Linked DNA regions of Mus musculus: all the other regions are linked to region 1. Evidence: chromatin contacts called from public HiChIP or PLAC-seq and promoter capture Hi-C data. All regions are on one chromosome and are shown on one strand. Each heading gives the region's core, a stretch centred on a gene start, on an enhancer-like site or on the middle of the called end of the contact. The rest is flanking DNA. Distances are from core to core; before and after follow the strand shown.

Region 1 (3,394 bases), core at 650-3,149:
ATCGCGCCTATGTGCCATCATCCATTCAATTTTCTCAAAAATCTTGGGGGAGTAGAGATGGATGTGGAAATGTACTAGCTCTTTATGTTTTATAACGAAGGACACCATCCTAGAGATAGTGGCTGTGCCCAGAGAACAGAGCATAGGAAAAAGGACACAGCCTCCCTTCCTTTATGGGACAAGTGCGGCTTGAAAATGATAAAGCTACTCTTTAAGGCTCCCTCCCCTCCCCTCCCCTCCCCTCCGCCCCTTGCTAGCATAATCAGTCGCGGGGCGGGGCCACAGTCTTTAGGAAAACAAATGCTTGATTCTCTCCAATTCCTTAGGTTTACAAAACCAAAACGCTTTAAATCTCTGCCAATTGCCTAATGTTCCTCTACCATCCTAAATTAAGAATGACATCCTGACAATTTCACGTTTTATTTGGAAAAACTGGAACACACACACACACACACACACACACACACACACACACACACACCACATACAGCGCGCGCGCGCGCGCGCACACACACACACACGCACGCGCGCGCGCGCACACACACTCACACACACTGTCTCTGAAGGGTGAAAAAACCCACAAGGGCAAACATCAGCCTCCATACATCAAAGGCTGAGCCGCCACTACTGCCCATCCATCAAGTTCACAGACACCCATAGAGGGCTCTGTGACAGGCCCAAGGTCCTTGGGAGCTCACATACATTTCTATACAGCTATCACCTCTCTTCTTTCACCTCCAGCCAAGCCACCATTCTAGTGGGAAGATTAATGAAAAGCCATAAAATCCGGACATGCAGGGAGCCAGTGTATCCCTGTGAGTCTCTAATTATAGTAATGCAACGTTTTCACATTATTTGTTAGGGAAGAACTAGAATGAGCTCTCATCCCAACTTGTTTCCACAGAAGCTGGAGAAGGCGACACCACTGTAAGGAACAAATATGGCCAAATATCTGAAGGTTTAGTGCTGGAGGAAGGGAAGGGGGCACCCATGGCTACAGCACCCAAATCAATTCCCAGGAGCTCAGAAGCTCGCGGCCCACGTGCACTTGCTCCGGGACCTATTGCAGACTCCTGACCTCTATCGAAATCCTCCCGCTGCACCGTGGACCAGTCAATCACCAGCAAAAGCTACAAGTAGTTACCCGGATCAGTCCTTCGGGTGTCAGGGAACAAGGGCGCCGCCCCCACAGGCAAATGCAAACGTCCCTTCTCAGGGGGTGGTTCTGAGCCAAGCCCCCCATGCCCCGCTGGGACCTCCGGAAACTGCCCGCCCACCGCCAGCCAGCCTAGATCTAGGCCGAGTCAAACCTCCGGATCCCACAGTGTAGCCCACGGCACCCATCTCCGACATCCCCTGGAGGCCTTGGGTGGGCGCATCATCCCTCCCCTCCGGGGCCGCCTACCTTCCTCAGGCTGTCGGGTTAAGACTACCTCGGGAGGCTCGCAGGGAGGCACTCCCCGGGTCAGAGATGGAGAGGCAACGGGCTTCTCCGAGACCGTTTCCACCAGAGAAGACAGCGGGGATCCCGGGAGGTGACCCTCCCACCCCACGCGGGGACCGTTAACCCCTCTCAGCACCAGGCACCCGTGGAAGGCGCGAGCCCATGGAGGGGCCCTCCCGCTCGGGCGTCCTCACCTTCTTGGTGCCAGGGCCTCCCGCGATGCGAGACATGCCTGTCAGCGAGGAGGAGCGCCCCGGCTGCGCCCCTAGAGCATCCTGCTGCGGAGACATCGCTTCCATGAAGAAGATCTGCAAGCTAAGCCCAAGCCGAGGACCGGGTGGCTGCGCGGCGCGGTCCGCTCAGGCCGGACGCCGAGCTGCGGGTGCGGGCGGCGCGCCTCCCGTCGGGGCCATGGACCGCCGCCCGCGCCGCGCTCGTCGCGCTCGCCGCACTCTGCTCAGGCTGCAGCAAGCGCTCCGGGCGGCCGCCCGTCCACGTAGCCCCGCCCCGGCCCGCCCCGCCTCTCCGCGTCCGCCCCGCCTCCTCCGCCCTCCCCGCGCCGCCCGTGCACACTGCCGGGAGCGAGCTCTCAGCGCTTGGCGCTACCGAAGCCACTAACCTTGCGAGGTGCCTCCGCGGGTACGAAGCTTTCGCTGCCGCGCGCCACGCGCCGTGCACCACGCACCACTGCCTCCGGTGCAGCTCCGCGCGCCTGTCCGCTCGCTCCCGCCAGCGTCCCTTCCCGCGCAGCTGCAGCGCGGGAGCCTCAGCGAGCGCGGCTCGCTCGAAGGTGGTGCAGGGGCCGCCAGCCTAGCCTCGCTTTCGCGGACTGCGGAAGGGACCCCACCCCCACCCCCAACCCGGTCCCCGCTCCGCTGAAGAAGGAGTTAGACAAATTTGGAAGCCCTGGTGGCATCGCCGGACTTCGGGGGCAATATCGAACGCTTGCTAGCTAAGCCTGTCAGGGTAACCCAGAGCTGTTGCTTTGCAGTCACAGGGAGCAAGCATGGACAAGCAACCTTGCATGTCTGCACCACCAGCTTCGCAGGCAGCAAGCTGCAGGGACCCTGCATTCTGAAGGAGAAAGCGCAATTAAGAGGAAAATGCAGGCAGAAAGGAGGTTGAAACTTGGCATAGTATCTATGAGAAGGCAACAATATGTGGAAGCGTTGATCTGATATCGCGAGCTCAGAACCTAACTTCCTGTAAGTCCAAATAGTGACCCCTCCCTCTTTTTTGGACTAAATAATAATCAAAGGGCAGTTGGAACAGACCAGGGTTAAGTAGTGTTCGCACTTTGCAGGGCTGGCTGCTGGTGTAAATGATACAGTAGGTGGCATTCTTCCCTTGGAATCAGAACTAGTGTGAAAAAAAAATCACTAAGGATATCACTCCGTGATTGCGAGATGGTTACGGATTCTGCTTATTTTTGTGACAAGGAAAAAAGAAAAGAAAAGAAAAGAAAGGGGGAGAAAAGGAAAGGAAAGAAAAGAAAAAAAGAAAAAGAGGTTTCTTGCAGTTTGGGCGGCTATTGGGGCAGGTTATAAGGAACAGAACTCAGGTGGGCAGTGTTCCAAGCTAGGGGATGCTGTCCAACACACACCCACAAAGACACACCTACACAATCATCCAAACCTAAGATTGTTTGTTGTGGAAATATAAGGCTAATTTTAGTCACATCACACTACATTGTTAAAAGGAAGCTTAATAAATCTCATATATATGTATATACATCTGTGAATCAGGGGTGCTACAGCTGTGGTCCTCGTGCAGAGAAGGGCTTTCACCCACTAATTTATAGGTTGTGCTTAAAGAGGGCTTTGCAGTTCTGTTCATTCACTTGGAACCACCCCCAGGTGCCTTAATCTCTTAATTCTTTGGTGAATGGACACCCTGGCTTTTCTTAATCTGCCTCATTTTTGTTTGTTTGTTTGTTTGTTTGTTTGTTTC
Region 2 (3,394 bases), core at 409-2,908, 490 kb after region 1:
CTGTGCCACACCCTCTGTCTGCCATGTTCATTCCCCAAAACCTGCCATTTCCCCTTAAAATGGAGAGTGGACAAGAGAGATTCAATGTGGCTGTCCAACCTGGTTCAGGTGGTCCACAGGGAACAGCCTAGGTCAGTGGGGACTTCAGGGCAGCCTTTGAGGCACTAACATAGAGCATCTTTGAGGACACCTGCTCTGCCTGTGGGCAGGTGGACAAAATGTTTAAAATAGGAGAAAAGCAAGGGTCAGGACCCAAAGGGATCTCCCTCTCTGTTTCTCTGGACTCTCTGTGAGGTGCCTGTGTGCAGGATTTCTGCAGAAGATAGTCCATTTTGTTAAGCCTTTGAATATTCAAATTGAAAGTATCGCGCAATCATTGATTGTCAAATCATGGGTTTCTAGAGGTTTTAAATACTTGGCATGAGGGGGAAAAAACTCAAACCTATACCCGAAGGTATAAAACATTAATTCTGTGTGTCTCCTGATCCAGGGACCTGGGTGCTGCCTCGTGTTTTGTGAAACTTTAAAAATGTCGCATCTCTGCCTTTCTCCCTGCACAGGAGCCTTCCTAGGTGCTGAGTCTCTGAAGCTGCAGCATCCAGTCTCCAGCCCAGCTCCTGCTGACCAGGATGTCGGGTAACTCAGATGCTTTTCCAGGGGTCGGGTCATGAGGGCCAGGGGCACTTGGATCCGAGTGTATTTCCTCTGCTTTTCCTGCGTATAACAGAGAGGCACAAAGTCAGGGAATAATAGTCAGGGCCGGGCATGGATCCAGAGAGGACGCGATCCCGCTGTGTCGGGTCCCTCTGGGTGACTGCCCCCCAGAGCAGAGGCCCAGAGACCCATAAGGCCACTCCGGACAATCGAGTCCCCCACGCCCCTGCCTGCCCTTTCACTTTTCCACCTTGGAGTCCTGGGAATTTGGAGGCGCCGACCTTGTGAGCCCAGAAGCGGCGGCGCGGGGGAGCTAGAGGCTCACGGTGAGCCCTGGACTGGAGCAGGACGCACCCGGCAGGGAACTGGGCTGGGGCTGGTCCCGCGTGGACCCCGAGGCGCGCCCGCGCTGCCTGCAGATCCCAGAGCCGACCCAGACAGTGGGGATGGGAGGAAAGGAGACTGGAGCGGAGTGGGCGCGTCCTGGCACTGCAGCAAGACAAACCGATGCCCAGGACCGGGAAGAACAGCGCACTAACTTTCCTTAGGGATCCTAACTTTCAGGATCTGGCTCGTGGGTGGGGGTCTCCCTGCTGTCCAGCCGCGGTCCCTACACTAACCAGGCGAGGCGCTGGTGGCCTGGCACTGTCTCCAAACGCCTAGGCCAGGGGCCACTGTGCTCCGCCCCTCCCCGTGATTCTAATAAGCGCTCTCTCCAGGGTCAAGGTCGGGTGGGAGTCACACTGGGCTTCTAAGTCAAACTCTATTCGGAAAGTGCCTCTGCCGGGTCTAGCCTGGCCTAACAACCAGTCAGACCTACTCACTGCGCTCTGCCGGGACCCCAGGCGGTCACCGGTCCCTCCCAGCCGACCCCCGCCTAGCACAGCCGGCTACTTGGGCTCTCCCAGGTCTCCCGGCCCAGCTCTGCCGGCTCAGGGGCGGCCCCTTCCGGAGGGCTGCCTCTAGGCGACTGCGCGGTCCTAGGGAGCCTCGGGATGCCATTACTCCAGAGCTGCAGCTCTTGCTGGAGAACTCTCCACAGCTCAGTTCTCCAAAAGCCTGCACCGGAAAGGGAGGGGGTGGGAAGAGATGAAGAGAGCGACAGAGTCGGAGACTAGAGGGAGGAAGGGGGTGAGGAAGAAAAGACATTTTTGAAAAAGAGAAAGGACCGACAGGAGACTATTTCCCGATCTTGGCTCCTTTTCTGGGGTCAGTGCAGTAAGTCCTTAACAGGGCCAGGACAGACTGACTGCCCCGACCCCTGTAGCTTGTCGCTTGTTTCAGGGCTTGCTTCCAGACCAAGGGCACCACAAATAAAGGTTGTACTTCCCCAGAAGCCATGCCTGGATTGATAGAGGAATACAGTGGGGCGGGGGGCATGGGGAGAGGGGCTGTTGTTCACATTATGGTGAGGTCCGCGAGATCAGTTGGAAACAGAGAGCACCCCAGATCCACAAGCTGAGCCGGAACCCCAGATTTAATATCGTAGCCAAAATAGCAGGCTTGTTTGACCTCCCTCCACATTCCAGAGCAGAACAGCTGGTACTGTCCTGAGGATGGGGCCCAGCTAGGGATGAATAATTTCATAGATGCCCACAGATACTGTTCCCACTAGGACCCTGAAGCACCTGCCTGTGCTTAACCTTTTCTAGTTTGAGAAATGTGGGTATTTTTTAACGTTATCTTTTCTTTCTTTTTCTTCTTCTTCTTTTTTTTTCTTTTCTTTTTCTTTTTTCATTCTCTTCGTGTGTTCTGCAAAGGTAGAAACTTGGCCTTGGGTATCCTAGCCTTACCAAGGGAACCCTCACTGTATCCCCTTGACACCCAAGCTTTGAAACTGACCACTAACCCTGTTGCCTCTCCCCAGAAAAACCTAAGGTGTATCAAGGCGTCCGTGTGAAGATGACCGTGAAAGAGCTTCTGCAGCAAAGAAGGGCACACCAGGCCACCTCAGGGGCAAACGTAAGCACCACCCTCTCCGTCTCTGTCCCTCCCAGTCCATCGAAGGCTTCGTTCAGCCCTGTGTCAGGGAAGATGCAGAGGCCACCCATAAGCACAGCCCTGTTCAGGGATTCTTACATCTGTCCCCAACTTCCCAGGTCACCATAGGCAGCCACCAAAACCTGTGGGACATGGTGTAGGGCTCAGGACTGTGGGAGGCTCACCTCTCACTGCTCATAGCTGAGTGGGGAAGGCTTCTTGGTCCTCTGCAAGGAAGAGAGGCAGCCAACAGGTTAAATATGTTTTTATAGTGTTAAGAGAGTATAGATACAGCCCCAACAAACTCATTGAAAAAAAATTATCTCCCAGAAACCCACCTAGTTTCTCTGTAATTTAGGCTCTGAGGTCATGTATATGAAAAACCAGCAGTCACTGGAAGTCTCTGGAAGAAAAGGCCTCTCTCTCTGGAATACACAGAACTATGACAGAACTGATCTGGGTAGTCATAAGACACTCTGACACCTCACATTTATAACCCAAGTGCTTGGGGCAGCTGCAGAACCATGTAAACTAGGCGTGCTTGTCCACCGAGAGAGAGTTCAATTTGAAGAGCCTTCTACACGTGACACTGTTAGTGCTTGTGGGTAGGTGTAGGTGTGGAGGGAGGATCAGACAGGATTCCAGTCATCTATGACTTCACTGGTCTGGTCAGCATGTGATCCTGTGCAAGTTCCATGTTGGACTTCATGAATGGAACTTTGGCACCTCAAGCAACAGGAGGGAGAAATTATGGAGTGAT
Region 3 (3,394 bases), core at 571-3,070, 460 kb after region 1:
ACACACACACACACACACACACACACACACACACACAGCTTCTAAGCTTTGCAGTCTAACTCTGGTCACACTTTAGTAATTATACTGACTAGCAGTGGTGGCTGGAGGAAGCCATGCAAAGCGATTTTCAGAAGCTGCTTATCCACGTTTTAGAAGTGTGAAGTTGATCACATAAATTCACAGCTATGATCTAAGATCTAAGAATATAGCAATGTAAAAATGCCATTTGAGAGCCAGGCAGTGGTGGCGCATGCCTTTAATCCTAGCACTTGGGAGGCAGAGGCAGGCGGATTTCTGAGTTCAAGGCCAGCCTGGTCTACAAAGTGAGTTCCAGGAGAGCTAGGGCTATACAGAGAAACCCTGTCTCAAAAAAAAAAAAAAAAAACAGGAAAAAAATGCCATTTGAAATCAGGGGTTGTAAAGTTTCAGACAAAGTGACTCAAGCTCTGAAGGCATGAGTGTAAAAAAAAAAAAAAAAAAAAAAAAAAGTCAGTGACATGCTTTGACATACTCATGAGTGGCATGGATTTCCTAAAATTAACCATTAAACTTATTGTTCGCCTCTGCGACTCTCATAGTTGGAACCAATCCTATAATAGTTTTGGCTTCAGTAAGATTATCTTGTTTGCCTAAGGCACAATGAACTGTCACCACATGCTAATGTGTATTTAATAGTTTGCTACCGTTTGGGAGTTTTATGTTTTCTTATATTTTTATTTTTCCCCTGTGATTTTTTTCTTATATTTTGAGAAACACCTCATGGTTGTTTGGTTATTAAAGCCACTGAGAAAGCTTGAATTTTTAATACATTTACTTCATTTTACCTTACTATTTTTTTCTAAATTTCCCACAGAAAACAATCCATTTCTTATTTCCCATTAGTTTTCAAGTTCTTAATAGAGGGAATTCACATCTAATCGAAGAATATCTTCCCCAGACCTTTTCCTTGTTCTCAAGGCATGGTGGTTGGAAGGTTGCTCCTCAGCCTCGCTAAGGAAGTTCCTTCATGAGCCCAGAAATAATAATAATAACAGCAATAATAATAAATATTTCCTTTTTTAAAGATTTATTTATTTTTATTTATATGAATACACTGTAGCTGTCTTCAGACACATGCCAGAAGAATACACTGGACCCCATGACAGATGGTTGTGAGCCACCATGTGGTTGCTGGGAATTGAACTCAGTATCTCTGGAAGAGCAGTCAGTGCTCTTAACTGCTGAGCCATCTCTCCAGCCTGCCCACCTCCCAAAAACATAAAACAACATTTTCGTAGCACTGGATGCCTCATAAACGCAAAATGCCGTTGTTTGAATTTAGGGACACACATTCTATGGTTGCTCTTCATTTGAATGGACGCTTTATTTTCTAAGGCTTTCCAGACCGCCTATTGTCTGACTTTAATTAGCCCACTGTCCTGCCCTGTTTGGAGAACTGAACCACACTTCCTGAGTTTTCCGTGGTCCCCACCCAGCCACCTGCTCCTGCACAATTGCAGAAAATTTTTAAATAATAATAAGAGCAAGCCTTTCATAGGGAACTTATTTTCTCAGCTGTTCTATTGGTTCTGTGGAATTTTCTTTTTAAATGTCATGAAATTTAAAATCCTTCCTGGTGGAGAATTCTTTCATGCAGCTTGCAAAAATAATCAGGTTTTACAGCAAAACAACCCTGGCTGGTCCATCTGGTGGGGCTGCAGTTCTGCAATCTCTTCGCTGGCCAAAAGGCTTCCCAGTGGCTCCCCTTGCTCTAACCTAGCTGCATAAATACAAGCAGCATTTCAAAGGCACACCAAGAGCCAGGAGCATAAAAATATGTTTCATTTCGTAACTTAGGCAACAGCAATCACTTTCTCACAGACACAGCCTGGACATAATTTTGTGCCAAGCAGCAGAGCTGTTAAAATAAAATTTTTAAGAAACTGTCAAAAAATTGGAATTCTGTCATCGTGTGAGCTTTCCAAGGGACATAAAATAGCTCATGGCTCAGAAATTGAAGACATTTGGAATCATATTTTTTATCAAATGAGAAATTAACCATAAAGGTATAAAGATGACATCCATTTTAATATTAATAGTAATGTTGATTTAATATTAATTAGTTGCCTTAATTACAAAGGCAACCCATTGTGTAACTGCCAAAGAGAATACACAGTAGGAAGTATAAAGACTATACAGTAGATATCTGTGGAAGTCTCCCCACACTGTACCGCTAAGTTCAGTTTCACATACATTCTTACAGATGTTTGTTGCAACCATTGGATAGAACCTAAGTTGATACAACAGTTTAACTGACTTCAAATTGTACCACATATAGTTACACAGGTGATTACAAAGTAAATCTGTGTTTCCATAATAAGTTCCTTTCCCTCAGAATTTGAACATGGCTTTTGCTCTTCACTCCTCCTCTGTGCTTTTGAAAGCTTTAATCAATCATTCCTTCTACATATTCAATGATGTAGTCCCTACGGTTGCCTAGGTTACCAAGTGTGAAGACTCCCCACACAGAGTGAGGTTTCGTAAATATAAAGTAAGTGCTCATAAGGATGTTTCACCATTCATTCCTCAATGAAACATAATTACTGACCATAGGATCAGCCCTGCACAGTGCACCATTAAATTAGATCATGGAAGAATGTACGGGTCTTTCGATTTTGTAGTGTGGGATGGGGAGATGTGGTAGTCTCTCCATACACCAGTGTCAGTGTGAAAGTAGTCAATGGTGAGCAAAAGAGAAAAGGCCCTGGGAACTGTACAGTGGCCAGGACATGTGGCCAGAACAGCTCTCGGCACCTAGAGGCATGAATCAGCTATCCTCATACAGCTACTAGAAGGATGACAAACAGACGCAGACAGAGGTATCACCTGCCAGCCTCCTGACACTCTGCCAGACAGACCCTTATCATCAGGTCTCCACTGGACTTCCAGCAGCTGCCACTAGCTCTGCCAACAACTCCAGACCCATGGCTTCACCATCAGAGACCGTGTTCTAGAATAGCACTTTCATCGTGGCTACACCACAGAGACTCTAAAGACTCAATGCCCATTGGTGGACAAAGTCCAAGCCCTTAGCACAGCCCAATCCCTTTATAACTGAGCTCCTGTGTCTTCCTCAAGCTCCTCCCTCGTTGTCATTCCCTGTCTTTGCACTTCCTGTTTGCCTTCCCACCTCTCAGACACACTGTTGCAAACATCCCCAGCCTTGGTTTTCTCTTCAGTGGCACATCCTCCTCCAACCTGCTTGATGATTTCCTGTCATCTTTTCAGACTAGATTCGGGTACCGTCTATATGATGGTATACCAAGTCCCATTCTCACAAGACAGTCAGTCACCCCAACTCTCCTCTGTGTCCTCACTTCTCTATCTACACCAAGTTGTGATGAAACAGATCTAG
Region 4 (3,394 bases), core at 270-2,769, 400 kb after region 1:
CTGTAAGTTCAAGGGGGAAAAAACCATAAGATATGACAGAGTCTAGAGAATGCAGAGGAAAGCCCATCCATGGTGAGACATTTAACCCATGCTTAGCGGGCATTTTATACATTATCTAATTTATGTACCACAAAGAAGCTTTAAGCCTATTTTACTTAGGCATAGGCCAAAAGGCAAAGTTAATGGAAAGACAAAAGGAGAATAATGGACCAGCATCTGCCACAAACAAGAGAGAGACAGGGAAAAAATGAGTCTGGTGAGGGTAGTTCTGAGGAACTCACACAATATGTACTCACTGATAAGTGGATATTAGCCCAAAACCTAGGATACCCAAGATATAAGATACAATTTGCTAAACACATGAAACTCAAGAAGAATGAAGACTGAAGTGTGGACACTATGCCCCTCCTTAGAATTGGGAACAAAACACCCATGGAAGGAGTTACAGAGACAAAGTTTGGAGCTGAGACGAAAGGATGGACCATGTAGAGACTGCCATATCCAGGGATCCACCCCATAATAAGCTTCCAAACGCTGACACCATTGCATACACTAGCAAGATTTTATCGAAAGGACCCAGATGTAGCTGTCTCTTGTGAGACTATGCCGGGGCCTGACTGTGAGCATCCACGAAAATGGATGCTCACAGTCAGCTATTGGATGGATCACAGGGCTCCCAATGGAGGAGCTAGAGAAAGTACCCAAGGAGCTAAAGGGATCTGCAACCCTATAGGTGGAACAACATTATGAACTAACCAGTACCCCGGAACTCTTGACTCTAGCTGTATATGTATCAAAAGATGGCCTAGTCGGCCATCACTGGAAAGAGAGGCCCATTGGACATGCAAACTTTATATGCCCCAGTACAGGGGAACACCAGGGCCAAAAAAAAAAAAATGGGAATGAGTGGGTAGGGAAGTGGGGGGGGGGGTATGGGGGACTTTTGGGATAGCATTGGAAATGTAATTGAGGAAAACATGTAATAAAAATAAATAATTAAATTAATTAATTAAAAAAAAAGAAGCTAAGAGAAGTGACCCAGTCCATCCAACATATAGTTATTCAATGTCTCTTGTGAGCAAGGGATGATTACAAGGAATGAAGAATTTGCAAAGGGGTAGTTTCATTGGTGGGTCTTGAAAAGAGCTTACCATTGACAAGACATACAATATCTAAGACCTCTCATGAAAAGCCAGTAATTCAAAAGAAGGACAAGAACAGTATGTGATGAGGAGCTTAAATGCTGGGTGGACAGTACATATGCTGCAAGAACCCAAAAATACATGAAGAGAATTCCAGTGGAAGCCAATTTGAATGGAAGACCCTTAAAGAAGACTGTGAGGAACAGGCTAAGTCTGGAAAACTATTAGATTTGGAAGAAGGCATGCTGAGAGAAATAGAGGGTGAGACTAGACAGGTCTGAATGGGGCATCGTAAGAAATCACAGCCACATACACAGAACAAAAGGCTTTAGTGCTCCATTGACCTCTGAATGAACGCACTGAGACTCACAGTCACTCGAATTTGCTCAGCCTCCTTTGTTTCTGGTGGCATTGGGTGAATGGAGACTTCAGTGTGCATATGTGCAGAGAATGACAAAGAACACAAATGTAACTGCATCGCATCTCACAGGGTGGGAATCTATGCAAGGTCTCAGAGCTGAGAACAATAGATAGTGACAATAATGGTCACCTCCTGATACAAACTCTAGATGACAAAAAAAAAAAAAAAGAACAAGGAACTCACTTCAGGGGAAACAACTGGGGTTCCACAGTATGAAACATGTCCCTTTTTGAAGCATGAACTACATATATATATATATATATATATATATATATATATATATATTCATTTTATTTATATATTTTATATACTATATTAATACTATATATTAGATAAATATATAATACCTAAATATATACTATATTTTAAATATATGTATTTATATATATAATGGAGTTTTATTATTCAGGAAAAGATATGTAGCCTGTATAAAGATGTACATACACCCAACCAGGAACACTGAGCCCTAGAAGAAACTGAGGAATGTCTCTGAAGAAACAAGGTACATCTGCCACCCATCTAAGTAGCCCAAGGACAGTCCTAAGTATGGAGCCTTGAGGAGCTAAGGAAGAGATTCAAATACATACAAGTAGACAAAGAGAGGTAAGGCTCATGATTATTGCCTTACATTTCTGATAAGAGATAATGGATTTGGATAATGGATATAAGCAAAGACCATCTTAAACTCTTTATGTTGTTCCTTGTGCATAATAAACACTCAATAAATAATTGGTATTCTTTCAAATATAGTGTGTGCTTGCTTTAGGTACTTTTCCAAAACTCATGTGTCTTGGGAGATTTCCCAAAGCTTAAAGATCGATTTGTATGTGGCCACAGACCTGGCTTCAGGTACAGTTGGAACCTTCCTCGTAGACCATAACTTAGTCTCTTCAGACAAGCTGAGTATCTTTGAAGACAGATGGTTTAGATCAGCGACTGTATTATTCAAGTCTCCCCACCAACAGGAATTTGCAGAAGTTTAAACTGAAGACTACAAGTCATTCGGATTCAGAATCATCCCCATCTTGAAAACTGTACCCCCCCCCCATATGTTATGGTTACATTTTCCTTTGATAGACAAACAGATCCAGCTGTTCCCACCCTTGAAGTGCCTCAAGGCTTCCTGGGCAAGCTTTATAACCCTCTCATCCCGCAGAGAAAGGAGATCGGAAGGGTGGAAGGACCTATGTTTTCCTTCTGATATTAGGCCCCTTTGAGCAAATAAAACACAGTCCTTGTCCACAGCATCTACACAGAGAAAGGAAATGCATAGCATTTTGAATATTAAGTACAGTTTTAAAGGGAAACACGGAGCAGGGAGTGGAAAAAGAGTTGTTGGGCTAGTAGTATAAAGTCCAGTGAAAGTTTTAACACTTAGAAAAATTTATATTGACACATTCCTGGGTTCTAACAAGTCATCATTATCTAACTTGCTTAATTTGTTCTTACATGTAATAGGCATTGGAAGGTTTTTTAAAGGTATAATTTATATTAGTTATTTTAATTGTGTGTATTTCTAAGCATAGTGATCATTTTATTGTGAACAAATTGAGGTGCTTAGCATTTCTCTCTCATTTGGTGCACTTTTTTGTTTGTCTATCTTCAGGTCAGCAAGGTCAGAGACAAGGACAGTCGAGGTCACACAAGGGGGTCAGTGCTAATAATGGGGAGGCCTGGAAATAAGCCACGAGTGGCAATGATATCCCAGGCACCCCAAAGACTGGCACTGGTTTTGTTTGTCTGATTATTTGTTTGTTGATGATTACTCCTGCAGCCCAGGCTAGCCACACACACACACACACACTGTGTGTGATAGTGTGTGTGTGTGTGT
Region 5 (3,394 bases), core at 271-2,770, 370 kb after region 1:
GATGAAGCATGTTACTTACCAGTCCCAAAGAGATCACAGGAACTGATAAAATCCAGTAGCAGAGGGCTCAGTCAAAAGGAGAGGTGCACAGGAGCAAAAGGACCCACACAGGGCTACGCTGAAGCCTTCAAGTCTAGGGGTGTGAGCTTTCTCTACTAGACTTTCCCAAACAAGTTGTGGATTGTGTAGCTGAAAGGAAACACACAGAGGGGTGGCTTGTTTAGCCAACTTTGGTGTTGGCCATTAAGATTTTTCATGGTCAACAGCTGTGAGGTGTGCTGATTCTAGGTTATAGTGAGATGAGGAAGGAGAGGGCTCCGACTGTTCACACAGGACAGAGATGATCCATGAGGTATCTCTGGACTTCAGATAACATACATCAATTTAAAAATTGGTACCCAAGATAAGCAACCATAGTAACATGGTGGCTCAATAAGTGGGTGTTTGATGGTTTGGTCTTTGCCTCTCCACAGAAATTCCCTACATAAAAAACATTAAAAATTTGATTTTATAGCATTATACAAGTCATGCATGATTGATATCAACTAAACATATAAAATTAAAATGTAAAACCACTCCCAACTCTATTTCTTCTTCCTACCTGTCCTACCCAATTCCAATAGGCCTGAAGGTCATATTGGCCACAGAATAGCATTAGCCTTTTAGGTACTTGAACGATGCACACACTCTTTTCCTTCCTGTACACTGTTCAATATTGCACAACTGCATTTCATCTATCATATTTAGTCAAAAGAAAAAAGAAAAAAAAAAGGTCAGGAGAGAGATGTGCTTTCTTCTCCCTAATGCACTTTGCATACAATTCCTAAGTTGGTTGTGGGGTTTTGTTGTTGTTGTTTTGAAATTAGAACTAGCATTTCGTGAGCATTTTTGTGTCTACATCTTTGTGCACCCATTTGTAGAACAGATTTCTAGAAGTGGAATTGCTGAATTTGAGATTTTTGACTGAAACTGCCCATTGGTTGTAAAAATAAAAAAAAAAATGGTTGCACCCATTTATATTTTCAGACACTCTTAGTAATTTTCCCCAAGAATAAAAGTATAAAAGACAAGAGGTAAAATTCAGTGACCAGAGTCCACTAAGGAGCATGTAGAACAAAGAAGCAAGAAAACACTTGCAAAGCCACTGTACCACCCCCATCCTGCATGAACCAATGAGTCTGGCACCCAGCAGGAAAGGATGGAGAAACTGCTGGTAATTAAACACTGAGCAAGTCAGAACTTGAGGAGCCAGTTTCTCAGTAATAGATACTTTTAAAAAGATGGAGGGCTTAGTGGGGGACAGCTTCTTAGCCACCTAGCTGAGTTTTGTTCAAGGATCTCTTTGCTTTACTCCAGGAGAGGAGAGGACATTTGGATGAGGTTTTCTTTCAAAAACAACAAGTACAAAATGTTTGAGTGGTGGTAATTTAATTCTAACACCCCTAGAATTCCCAGAGGAAACAAGATCCAGCTCAGTCAATGATTGAGTCATTTGGGCAGATCGGGGTTAAAGGGGTTGACGTCAATAAATTGGCTCTTTCTGGCCTTGCTTAGCTGTATTAATAAAAGTAGCACAAAACATCTTAACCCTATGCTCGTCAAGCTCCGAAGCAATCCATTGCCCTTGCCCTTTCCCAGATGGGATTTTCTAATAGAAAGGAGAGAGAGGGGGAGAGAGAGAGAGAGAGAGAGAGAGAGAGAGAGAGAGAGAGAGAGAGAGAGAGAGCGCTGATCCCAGGATAAAATCTCCAAAGTACTACTGAGTCAAGAAACTTTCCTCTTGAAAAGAAAGAATGAAAATTAGGTCTTTAAAGGCATAGTATTCCAGATGCAGGGAAGCTCAGCTGGTGTTCTCTACAATGTGTATCAAGCCATCAACAGCGCATCCTCCTGCTCTTTCCCGGTGACCTACTCTGCCAGATTTCTCTTCTCTAGAGAAATGTTTCCTGCCTCTATCCCCATGAACCCCAAGTTACTCATACAAGTCTGATGAAATGCCTGGCAACCCCACAAATGAGAAATGACTAACACTATGGTTCAATTCACATTTTCATTAGAGCTACGTTTTACAAAGGGCCCACATGCAGAGTTACAGACTACCCGGTACCACCAGGTATGGATACTGTTGCTTCTAGTGAAAATGCATAGTAAGTTTCTTCCAAGGGCATAGTCAGGTTTTCATTAATAGACAAACACACAAGCTTGTTTGGTGTGTGTTTTTGTTCAAATATGTCTAATATATTATTGATTCATTTCCACTAGACTCATAGACAACTCCAGACAGAATGAAGCATATCAAACACACGTATTTCCTCTGAAAGGCACCTCACAGCCCACATGCACCACAGCTTCCTTATCCACCAGAAGTCACCCATTTATCTCTTGATGGAGATCGAAGATGATTCCATCTTCTTGCTCTTGTGACTAGTGCAGCAGTAAACATGGGTGTGCAAGTGTCTCATGGTAGGCTGTATTGTGTTTGGGGACATTACTGGGTCACATGGTAGTTCTAGACCCTTCCATAATGATTTTCATAGCAGCTGTACTAGTCTGTGGTCTCAAATAAAGTCTGTCTTTCCCCACATCCTTGAATGCATCGTTGTCCTTCGTTTTCTTGAGGATGGCCATTCTGTCTAGGGAGAGATGGTATCTTAAAGTAGTTTTATTTGCCTTTCCCTGATGGCTAACAATGTTGAACACTTTTAAAACCATTTCATGGCTCTCTGGGTTTCTTCTTTTGAGAACCCTATTCATTAGGTCCTTTGCATTTTTCTTATACTTCATTTCCATATTTGAGAATTTGGTGACAGCAAGACCTTAACAGATTGTGCTGCTAATGTGAGCTTTAAGCTCTTTCTCTTTATTGTTTAGAAAGTAGGCAAGAGAAGCCTTCTAAACAGAAGACTAACATTGAGGCATAGATGTCAAAACCCCTTTAACACAGTGCTGACTCAGCTCAGCCTCTGCCCACCCCCTAGCCCTGCTTCTTACATTCCTTTGTCTAAGAACAAGATTAATGACAGAGCCTGGGGCCAGGCCTTGGCAGCTACAGCTAGTGACAAAATGACCCCAACCCCAACTGTGAAACAAACTAGCCTCGAAGGCAAGAGCTATAGAGTGATTCTAAACTTATTTCCACATAGTTACATCAGTGGGCTTTAAAAAACTATACTCATAGAGATTTCTCCTCAGTGTTCTAGGATGGAATGTTTTCAAGTAACATTTAGATGAATCTAAAGTGTGACAAAGACTCAGAACAGCTGGTGGAGACCATTTCCATCTGAGGCCACAGAAGTGGTCATGTACCCACTCATCATACATGCCCCAAATATTTATTCTGCCCAGTTGGAAGCCTCAAAGCACAGCACATGAACTGTCCAATAATTGGTACATT
Region 6 (3,394 bases), core at 322-2,821, 320 kb after region 1:
GGCATATACTTCTGGCACTTATGTGGAAGTTGAGGACTGAAACTCAAGTCTTTATGCTTTCACTTTTCCCAGTGAGCCACCTCCCCAGCCCTCAGATCACTTTTAAACACTAATATCCAAGTCCAGCTAAAATGAGTGGCAATTGGGAGGTAATTCTCCGTGGGTTTCTTGTATGTCTGCACATTTTCCAAGTAGGGGAACTGATTCCCAATTACAGTGAACTACCCTTTAAAGTCCTATGAAACTACCTTGGAAACATGTCCCCTTCCAAAAGAAACATCAGGCACAATCACTGTGACATAAATACCAGGTAGGAAAGGCAGCTTTTCCTGTAATTCCAGCTTTAGAAGGCAGAAGCAGGGAGACCTCCAAAGGGGCTGGCTAGGGAGACTAACCCTATCTATGAATGAGCTATGGGTCTGATTCAAAGAGTTACTTTCTCTAGTGATGTAGCTACTAGCAAGTTGCCCTGACCTGGCGAATAACCTTTCATATGTGCTCAGGTGAGAAAAACTAATTAAGTCAGGGGACCACATATTAAACAAAGACATGCAAACATGAAGGGGGCTTATTGAGACAAGTAGAGATGAGAGAAAAGGATGGGGGCAAAATAATTAAAATCTACTATATAAATGGATGAGAACTCAAAGAGGAAAACAGTTTAGCAAAAGGAAAGACCACCCCTCAATGACTAAGGTACAAGAGCAATTAAGACTAGTGCCGGACATCAATCTCAAACATCTGCATGTGCATGCATACATACTTGCATGTGTACATACATATAATGTGCCCTCACACATACAAATACATGTTCATGCACACCACACACAAATAAAAATGGAAAAGAAAAACCACAGCATGGGTGGATATGCACACAGAGAGTAGATGTGAAGGATGGGAAGGCTCTGGTGTCTTCCTTATTTCTATTGGATATATCTACTCATTGGGACTAGACCGATAATAAAAGGAAGGCATTATTTAGAGCTTGCTTTGAAAAAGTTGCTACAATGATTCACTCTGGAGACAAACAGAAAAATAATCCTGGGGTGGGGTGGGGATGCCTTGTAATAAGCCCAAATGCTACTCTGTTGCCTTTCCACTCACACACACACACACACACACACACACACACACACACACTTATTCTACTCTTAGCTGTCACAATGAAAAATTGGCCAGAGTCACTGAGTCCAAAACTGTTCTGCATGGCATTTTCTCTGTGAAGAGCACTTGCTTCTGCAAGAGAGCAGAAATGAGTCCTGGGGAGAACAGCTGTTCCGTTCATTGCACTCTGCCACATGCTGGAGATGAAGACACGGGGCGTACACAGCATCTTCATTCCACTTGCTGATGTGCCTGGCACAAATGCCAAAGACAGCTACAAGTAGATTGCTCCCCAGGCTCCAGTGAACTAGAACATCTTCATTTAAGTCATGCATAGCCTGGAATTTTTTTTCCTTTTTTCTTTTTTCTTTTTTTTTTTAAGACGAGAAAGATGACTTTATGTGGTAGTTGCTAAGCAGCAGGGCTCTCGTGGGGGAACTCAAACATACAGCAGTTTGCAGAATCTCAGTGGGAAGCCAGGCTGTCTTCTTTAAAGCACTCTCCTCATGTGACCCTTACTATCTTCTATGCAGTCTCAGTTCCCTTGTTTGTTTTTAACTACCCACCATTCCTACACCTCATTAACTAGTGATGGACTGGAAGAGGATTTGTGTTGCTCTCTCAGCTAGCCTGGCTCATTGAGAGCCTCCAGTCAGCCTGATCTGACAGTAACAGTGAAAGTAAGGACTCACAGCCTTTCCATTACTGGGTTTTTTTTTTAATGCACAAATGGAAAACATAGAGAAGTACAAGGCAATAAAATAAAAATGCAATTTCACAACATAACGTTCAGTGATGAATTTGGTGCTATTCTATTTACAGACATGGAACAGAATTGTGACAGTGCACATCTAGATATTAGCAGGCACTTCGTTCTGATAAATACTGCTACTAAAGGTAAGAACACAATTTTGTGTCAGTTTTGCAGTGAATCTCTTTACATTACAGATTTCCATACTTGAGCAATATTTTATCACACACATGCATATACCAATTTTTTTCTATTATATTTTTAACATTTTACTAAATTTTGGCTGAATGATCCTTTAGAGAATGGTTTTACATGATTTTTGTCAATTATAATCTAAGTTAAGGTACTTTCAAAATTATTGACATCATCTGTTATTTTTTACTGTGTTAGCATATTAATTACTTTTAGATGTCATTTTTGACATTTTATATTGTTAAAATATAATCTGTTGTTAAATACATGTGTGTTTTCCTCCTGCCTTAGTTAGGGTTTTACTTCTGTGAAGAGACACCAAGACCAAAGCAACTTTTATAAAAGACAACAGTTAATTGGGGCTGGCTTACAGGTTCAGAGGCTCAGTCCATTATCAAGGTGGGAGCATGCAGCATCCAGGCAGGCATGGTACAGGCAGAGCTGAGAGTTCTACATCTTCATTTGAAGGCTGATAGTGGAAGACTTACTTCCAGGCAGTTAGGATGAGGGTCTTATAGCCCACACCCACAGTGAAACACCTACTCCAACAAGGCCACACCTTCTAATAATGTTATTCCCTGGGCTGAGCATATACAAGCCATCACACACACACACACACACACACACACACACACACACACACACACACACACCTAAAGAGGGGACCACACAAAAGTAAGAAGTAGGAATCACCCTTGAATATTTCTATCAGACCATCTCAACACTGAAAAGCAGCCCTTAGTTGCACCCAGACATCCAGCTCTTCAATGTACAAGTATCAGAGCACTGTCTTCAGAGAGCTATCAAGGTGTTTGTTTAGTTTGCTTCACTCCACCATCTGTAGAGAGGCAGTGAGGGGAAGGATTCTCTCCTCACTCTAATCAAGTGAGACTAGAGATGTTCAGATACTACTTGAAGATCTATGTGCATCTCCTGAAGGCTGGAGACATGGGTAATGAAATTTTGGGCCCAGAAACTTTCTCAGAAGATGGAAGAGAGAAGGGGCCACCCTCAACTGACTACATTACCTCCAACTTGGGAGGGAGAGAGAGTATCCCGTGCATCAGGTGGAACAGGAAGCTATGCTGTCTCCTCCGCAAGGGTCTTGTTGACAGATGACCCACAGTGGATGGATGGATGGATGGATAGACTGCAGAGGTCCAGGATCTAAGGGAGGAATGAAGAGCAGCTATAGAGAAAACCTTGGGACAACTTACAGATCCCCATCTGAGAGCTCCAATGGTGGTGCTTCTATAAACTCATGGAATAATCTTCATTAGAATGAGGTCTTGGACAGGAAGATGGCTCAGTGGGTAGAGTATCACACAGCATGAGAACCTGAGCCAG
Region 7 (3,394 bases), core at 569-3,068, 300 kb after region 1:
CAATAATATAAATCCTATCTCTCAAGTGAGACAGCCAAGTGTTGCTGTCTCATGATATATGGGAAGAGTAAGGTGATGACCTCAGCACATCCTTGTAGGAAAAAGACCCAATCACAATCCTGCCAGCCAAAAATAATACATAAACATATCTGATTTAGAATGTAAACTGTTCTACTAGACTTTGTTTATTTATTGGAAATTTTATTTATTTACATTTCAAATGTTATCCCCTTTCCCGGTTTTCCCCCACCCCCAAGAAACTCCCTATCCATCCCCCCTTGCTTCTATGAGGTGCTCCCCCACCCACCCACCCCCTTCACCTTCCTGCCCTGGCATTCCCCTATACTGGAGCATCCAGCCTTCACAGGACCAAGGGCCTCTCCTTCCACTGATGCCCAACAAGGCCATCCTCTGCTACATATGCAGCTGGAGCCATGCGTCACTCTTTGGTTGGTAGTTTAGTCTCTTCTACTAGACTTTTAATGCTTCTAATGAGTCAATAGCTTAAAGAGGGGCAGAGATCTGTTTTATTTTTTAATTGGATATTTTGTTTACATTTCAAATGTTATCCCCTTTCCCGGTTTCCCTTCTGCAACCCCCCTACTTCATCCCCCCTTACCCTGCTTCTAGCATTCCTCTACACTGGGGCATCAAGCCTTCACGGGATCAAGGGCCTCCCCTGCCATTGATACCAGATAAGGCCCCTTCAGCTCCTTCAGTCCTTCCTCTAACTCCTCCACTGGGGTCCCTGTGTTCAGTCCGATGACTGGCTGGGAACATCACATCTGTATTGGTGCGGATCTGGCAGAGCCTCTCAGAAGACAGCTGTATCAGGCTCCTGTCAGCAAGCATTTCCTGGCATTAGCAATTGTGTCTGGGTTTGGTATCTGCATGTGGGATGGATATCCAGGTGGGGAAGTCTTTGGATGGCCTTTCCGTCAGTCTCTATTCCACTCTTTGTCCCTGCATTTCCTTTAGACCAGAGCAATTCTGGGTTAAAATTTTGGAGATGGGTGGGTGGCCCCATCCCTCAACCAGGAGGCCATGTCTAACCTCTAGATATGGTCTCAACAGGTTCTCCTTCTCCTTTGTCGGGTATTTCAGATAATGTTATCCCCATGGTGGCCTGGGAGGCTCTTGCTTTCCAAGCATTTGAGACTTTCTGGTTGCTACCCCCAGTTCTCCATCTCCCATTGCTATACACCTCTGTTCAATTTCTTGACCCTCTGTACATCTCCTCCATCTCCTCCCATACCTGATTCTGACCCTCTTTTCCCCCTCCTCATCATCTTTCACATGAGTAACTTGTTTCTCTTTTTTCTTAGTCTGGTTAGGATTTACCAATGTTACAGACCTGTTCTAAGCCTCAGTGTTTGATTTTGCTGAACTTATTATTTTTCTATTTTCTGTTTTATTTGTTTCTGGTTTTGGTTTGTTTGTTATTTTCATTTTGTTTTGACACTTCCTTCCTTAAAGCTTCCTTTGGATTTAACTTGCTCTTTGTCTAGCTGCATATGGCAACAGCTCAGTCGCCGACGTTAACTTGTTCCCTTTCCTAACGTGCACATTCAATTCTACGATTCCTGCTAAGAGCTGCTCTCTCTCTGTCCTATCCATTCTGATAAGCTATATTTTCACTTTTACTTCAAATCTGATCAAAACCACTTCTCAGAGATTTTTTGACCTGTGTATTACTTAGAAATGTCTTGCATAATTGCAGTACTGTGGTATTTTCCAGCCATGACTCTGAGTTTGGTTGATATCTTAAATCTATTGTGGTTGGACGGCGTGCACACTGTCTGACTTCTGTTCTTTCAGTGGGAGGTGCATTCTCAGAATCAGTCCACTTTGGTGGTGTGAACACAAGCAGTCCTGTGTGCCTCATTGCTGTTTGAAGGAGTCACATGCGGATGTCAGTTAGATATGGCTGGGCAGTGGTTCTGATAAATACAGCTCATCTCTCCTGATTTGATGTCACCGTAACTGTCAGCTGCTGAGAAATGAGTTTTCAAAAATTAATTCATTTATTTATTTACATCCCAAAGGCTCTCCCCTTCTCCTCTGAGAGGGTTGGGGGGGGGGGGCTCTGGGTATCTCTCCACCCCGGCACATCAAGTCTCTGCCTGATTAGGCACAGCTCTCCCTGTGAGGTTAGCCATGAAGACTGAGCTGCCTCTGACAGAGGAGTTTAATATATCTGATGACAGTCATAGACTTGTCTATTTCCTCTACATTTCTCTCTGTTCTGCCTCGTGGACTCTACTGTTAGGAGATAAATATTAGGACTGTTTATCTTCTTAGTGAACTGGCCCCTTTGACTCTCTCTCCCTGGCCATTTCACTGTTCTGATAACTAAGGTATTACTTCCTATATCAAATACAAAATCAAAACTAATTTGTATTCCAGGTGATCAACTAAGTTAGTTTTTAGATTTGAATGGTCAAAAATACTGGGTGGATAAAAGGGAAAACTAAAGAAACTGGTTTTTACACTACATATTTAGGTAATATTAGAATTTAAAATAGAATCCAGCTGAAATTATTAAGTTCTAACCAATTAACTAAGCATAGCTTAACCTAGAGAGGGAAACCATATAATAACAAATTAATATTCCACTAGAAAGATCTAAGCATACACACACACACCAAAGTAGCTAAGTATGGTAACACATACTTGTATTCCCAACATCATTCAGGAAGCAAAGACAAAAGGATTGCCCTAAGTTTAAGACCAGTCTAGCCTACATAGCAAGTACCAGGTTTGCCAGGTCTACAAAGCAAGACTCTTTCCCTTCCTCAATCAATCAATCAATCAATATTCCAGGAACTAAAAAGTAAACAAGCAAAATATTGACATACTACATGAAGAAATTTACAAATGTGCAGCTATACTGATTTAAATGAACTCTCAGAAAGAAGAGGCAGATAAGAAAATTATAACAATGTATAAAGTTCACATTATAATCAACAAATATAATTTGACTAATATAGATCGAACCCTGGACTTTACAAATGAGTATGTTTTATTTTCTAAATAATATGAATTGGCTACCCAAAATGATCATCTTAGATGAGTTTTTCCAGCTTAACAAAAACTAAACTCTAGACAAGGGAAGGGGTCCTATGTTTTAGTCCATAATGCCTACTCTTGAATGAAAGCAGGTTGTGATCCTTGTATCAGAACAAGGGGGGTGTCTCAAACTCATCTGGGCACAGCCACAAACTAAGGGGACACATTTGCAAAAGCAGCCTCACAATGGAAGTATTAACCTCTTCCTCAGAAACTGTTCTGTGGCTATGCTCTCTGATAACAAGAAAGATGCTTTTTGCTGGGTGCTGGAGGCACACAGAATCTCCATATATAGTTTAAGTTGGTCTCCTGTCATAGCCTCCCA

What was found. Promoter capture Hi-C pulls out the DNA fragments that hold promoters and counts their contacts. HiChIP or PLAC-seq counts read pairs in DNA pulled down with a chosen protein or histone mark.
Region 2: a promoter capture Hi-C map of stem cell-derived epiblast-like cells shows a contact between it and region 1, with 9 times the contacts expected there. The contact joins the promoter of Colca2 here to the promoter of Arhgap20 in region 1. A contact is called at or near these places in 14 of 39 promoter capture datasets (the 3T3-L1 cell line, 3T3-L1-derived adipocytes, cranial neural crest and 5 more), 2 of 484 Hi-C or Micro-C datasets (cortical neurons and embryonic stem cells), 9 of 115 datasets of contacts at active chromatin or transcription factors (SST interneurons, embryonic basal ganglia, embryonic forebrain and 3 more) and 2 of 9 other capture datasets (adipose tissue and liver).
Region 3: an H3K4me3 HiChIP or PLAC-seq map of forebrain shows a contact between it and region 1, with 8 times the contacts expected there. The contact joins the enhancer-like site here to the promoter of Arhgap20 in region 1. A contact is called at or near these places in 8 of 39 promoter capture datasets (the 3T3-L1 cell line, 3T3-L1-derived adipocytes, cranial neural crest and 3 more), 2 of 484 Hi-C or Micro-C datasets (both in cortical neurons) and 10 of 115 datasets of contacts at active chromatin or transcription factors (the SCID.adh cell line, embryonic basal ganglia, embryonic forebrain and 5 more).
Region 4: a contact with region 1 is called in an H3K4me3 HiChIP or PLAC-seq map of neural tube, with 3 times the contacts expected there. The contact joins the enhancer-like site here to the promoter of Arhgap20 in region 1. A contact is called at or near these places in 3 of 39 promoter capture datasets (cranial neural crest, frontonasal cranial neural crest and neural stem cells), 11 of 115 datasets of contacts at active chromatin or transcription factors (the SCID.adh cell line, SST interneurons, VIP interneurons and 8 more) and 1 of 9 other capture datasets (liver).
Region 5: an H3K4me3 HiChIP or PLAC-seq map of the SCID.adh cell line shows a contact between it and region 1, with 14 read pairs. The contact joins the enhancer-like site here to the promoter of Arhgap20 in region 1. A contact is called at or near these places in 4 of 39 promoter capture datasets (the 3T3-L1 cell line, hippocampal neurons and liver), 10 of 484 Hi-C or Micro-C datasets (the 3T3-L1 cell line, the HL-1 cell line, adipose-derived mesenchymal stem cells and 6 more), 9 of 115 datasets of contacts at active chromatin or transcription factors (the SCID.adh cell line, craniofacial prominence, embryonic forebrain and 6 more) and 3 of 9 other capture datasets (adipose tissue, liver and macrophages).
Region 6: an H3K4me3 HiChIP or PLAC-seq map of forebrain shows a contact between it and region 1, with 4 times the contacts expected there. The contact joins the enhancer-like site here to the promoter of Arhgap20 in region 1. A contact is called at or near these places in 8 of 39 promoter capture datasets (the 3T3-L1 cell line, 3T3-L1-derived adipocytes, embryonic stem cells and 3 more), 1 of 15 datasets of contacts at CTCF or cohesin (the NIH/3T3 cell line), 4 of 484 Hi-C or Micro-C datasets (cerebellum, cerebral cortex, cortical neurons and 1 more) and 7 of 115 datasets of contacts at active chromatin or transcription factors (the SCID.adh cell line, SST interneurons, embryonic forebrain and 4 more).
Region 7: a contact with region 1 is called in an H3K4me3 HiChIP or PLAC-seq map of the SCID.adh cell line, with 18 read pairs. The contact joins the enhancer-like site here to the promoter of Arhgap20 in region 1. A contact is called at or near these places in 7 of 39 promoter capture datasets (the 3T3-L1 cell line, 3T3-L1-derived adipocytes, the HPC-7 cell line and 2 more), 1 of 484 Hi-C or Micro-C datasets (uterus), 5 of 115 datasets of contacts at active chromatin or transcription factors (the SCID.adh cell line, SST interneurons, VIP interneurons and 2 more) and 2 of 9 other capture datasets (adipose tissue and liver).

What each region holds. Positions count from the first base shown.
Region 1 is chr9:51,763,856-51,767,249 of GRCm38.p6, reverse strand. Arhgap20 (Rho GTPase activating protein 20) reads right to left here and starts at 1,899. Exons shown (of 15, transcript NM_175535.4): 1 at 1,639-1,899. The coding sequence starts at 1,743. Gm40520 (a long non-coding RNA gene) reads left to right here and starts at 1,822. Exons shown (of 3, transcript XR_870739.3): 1 at 1,822-2,649.
Region 2 is chr9:51,276,818-51,280,211 of GRCm38.p6, reverse strand. Colca2 (COLCA2 homolog) reads left to right here and starts at 1,658. Exons shown (of 5, transcript NM_001195681.1): 1 at 1,658-1,872; 2 at 2,522-2,616. The coding sequence starts at 2,557. It overlaps Gm32819 (a long non-coding RNA gene), which reads right to left. Exons shown (of 9, transcript XR_003948163.1): 2 at 2,973-3,394; 3 at 2,820-2,861; 4 at 1-2,674.
Region 3 is chr9:51,303,722-51,307,115 of GRCm38.p6, reverse strand. All of the region lies in intron 2 of 1810046K07Rik (RIKEN cDNA 1810046K07 gene), which reads left to right. Among named protein-coding and RNA genes, the nearest start is that of Gm39338, 7.6 kb to the left of the region's middle. Within about 2 kb of position 1,820, at least 19 of the 459 cell types and tissues checked have an H3K27ac peak or open chromatin away from gene starts, as enhancers often do. A contact at or near this core is called in cortical neurons, forebrain and hippocampal neurons, where this site is marked.
Region 4 is chr9:51,362,361-51,365,754 of GRCm38.p6, reverse strand. The region is part of intron 1 of Gm39338 (a long non-coding RNA gene); the gene reads right to left. Among named protein-coding and RNA genes, the nearest start is that of 1810046K07Rik, 35 kb to the right of the region's middle. Within about 2 kb of position 1,519, at least 6 of the 459 cell types and tissues checked have an H3K27ac peak or open chromatin away from gene starts, as enhancers often do. A contact at or near this core is called in neural tube, where this site is marked.
Region 5 is chr9:51,397,672-51,401,065 of GRCm38.p6, reverse strand. No RefSeq gene overlaps it. Among named protein-coding and RNA genes, the nearest start is that of 1810046K07Rik, 70 kb to the right of the region's middle. Within about 2 kb of position 1,520, at least 35 of the 459 cell types and tissues checked have an H3K27ac peak or open chromatin away from gene starts, as enhancers often do. A contact at or near this core is called in the SCID.adh cell line, adipose tissue, beige adipocytes and 2 more, where this site is marked.
Region 6 is chr9:51,440,133-51,443,526 of GRCm38.p6, reverse strand. No RefSeq gene overlaps it. Among named protein-coding and RNA genes, the nearest start is that of 1810046K07Rik, 110 kb to the right of the region's middle. Within about 2 kb of position 1,571, at least 25 of the 459 cell types and tissues checked have an H3K27ac peak or open chromatin away from gene starts, as enhancers often do. A contact at or near this core is called in SST interneurons, cortical neurons, forebrain and 1 more, where this site is marked.
Region 7 is chr9:51,465,080-51,468,473 of GRCm38.p6, reverse strand. No RefSeq gene overlaps it. Among named protein-coding and RNA genes, the nearest start is that of 1810046K07Rik, 140 kb to the right of the region's middle. Within about 2 kb of position 1,818, at least 4 of the 459 cell types and tissues checked have an H3K27ac peak or open chromatin away from gene starts, as enhancers often do. A contact at or near this core is called in the SCID.adh cell line, where this site is marked.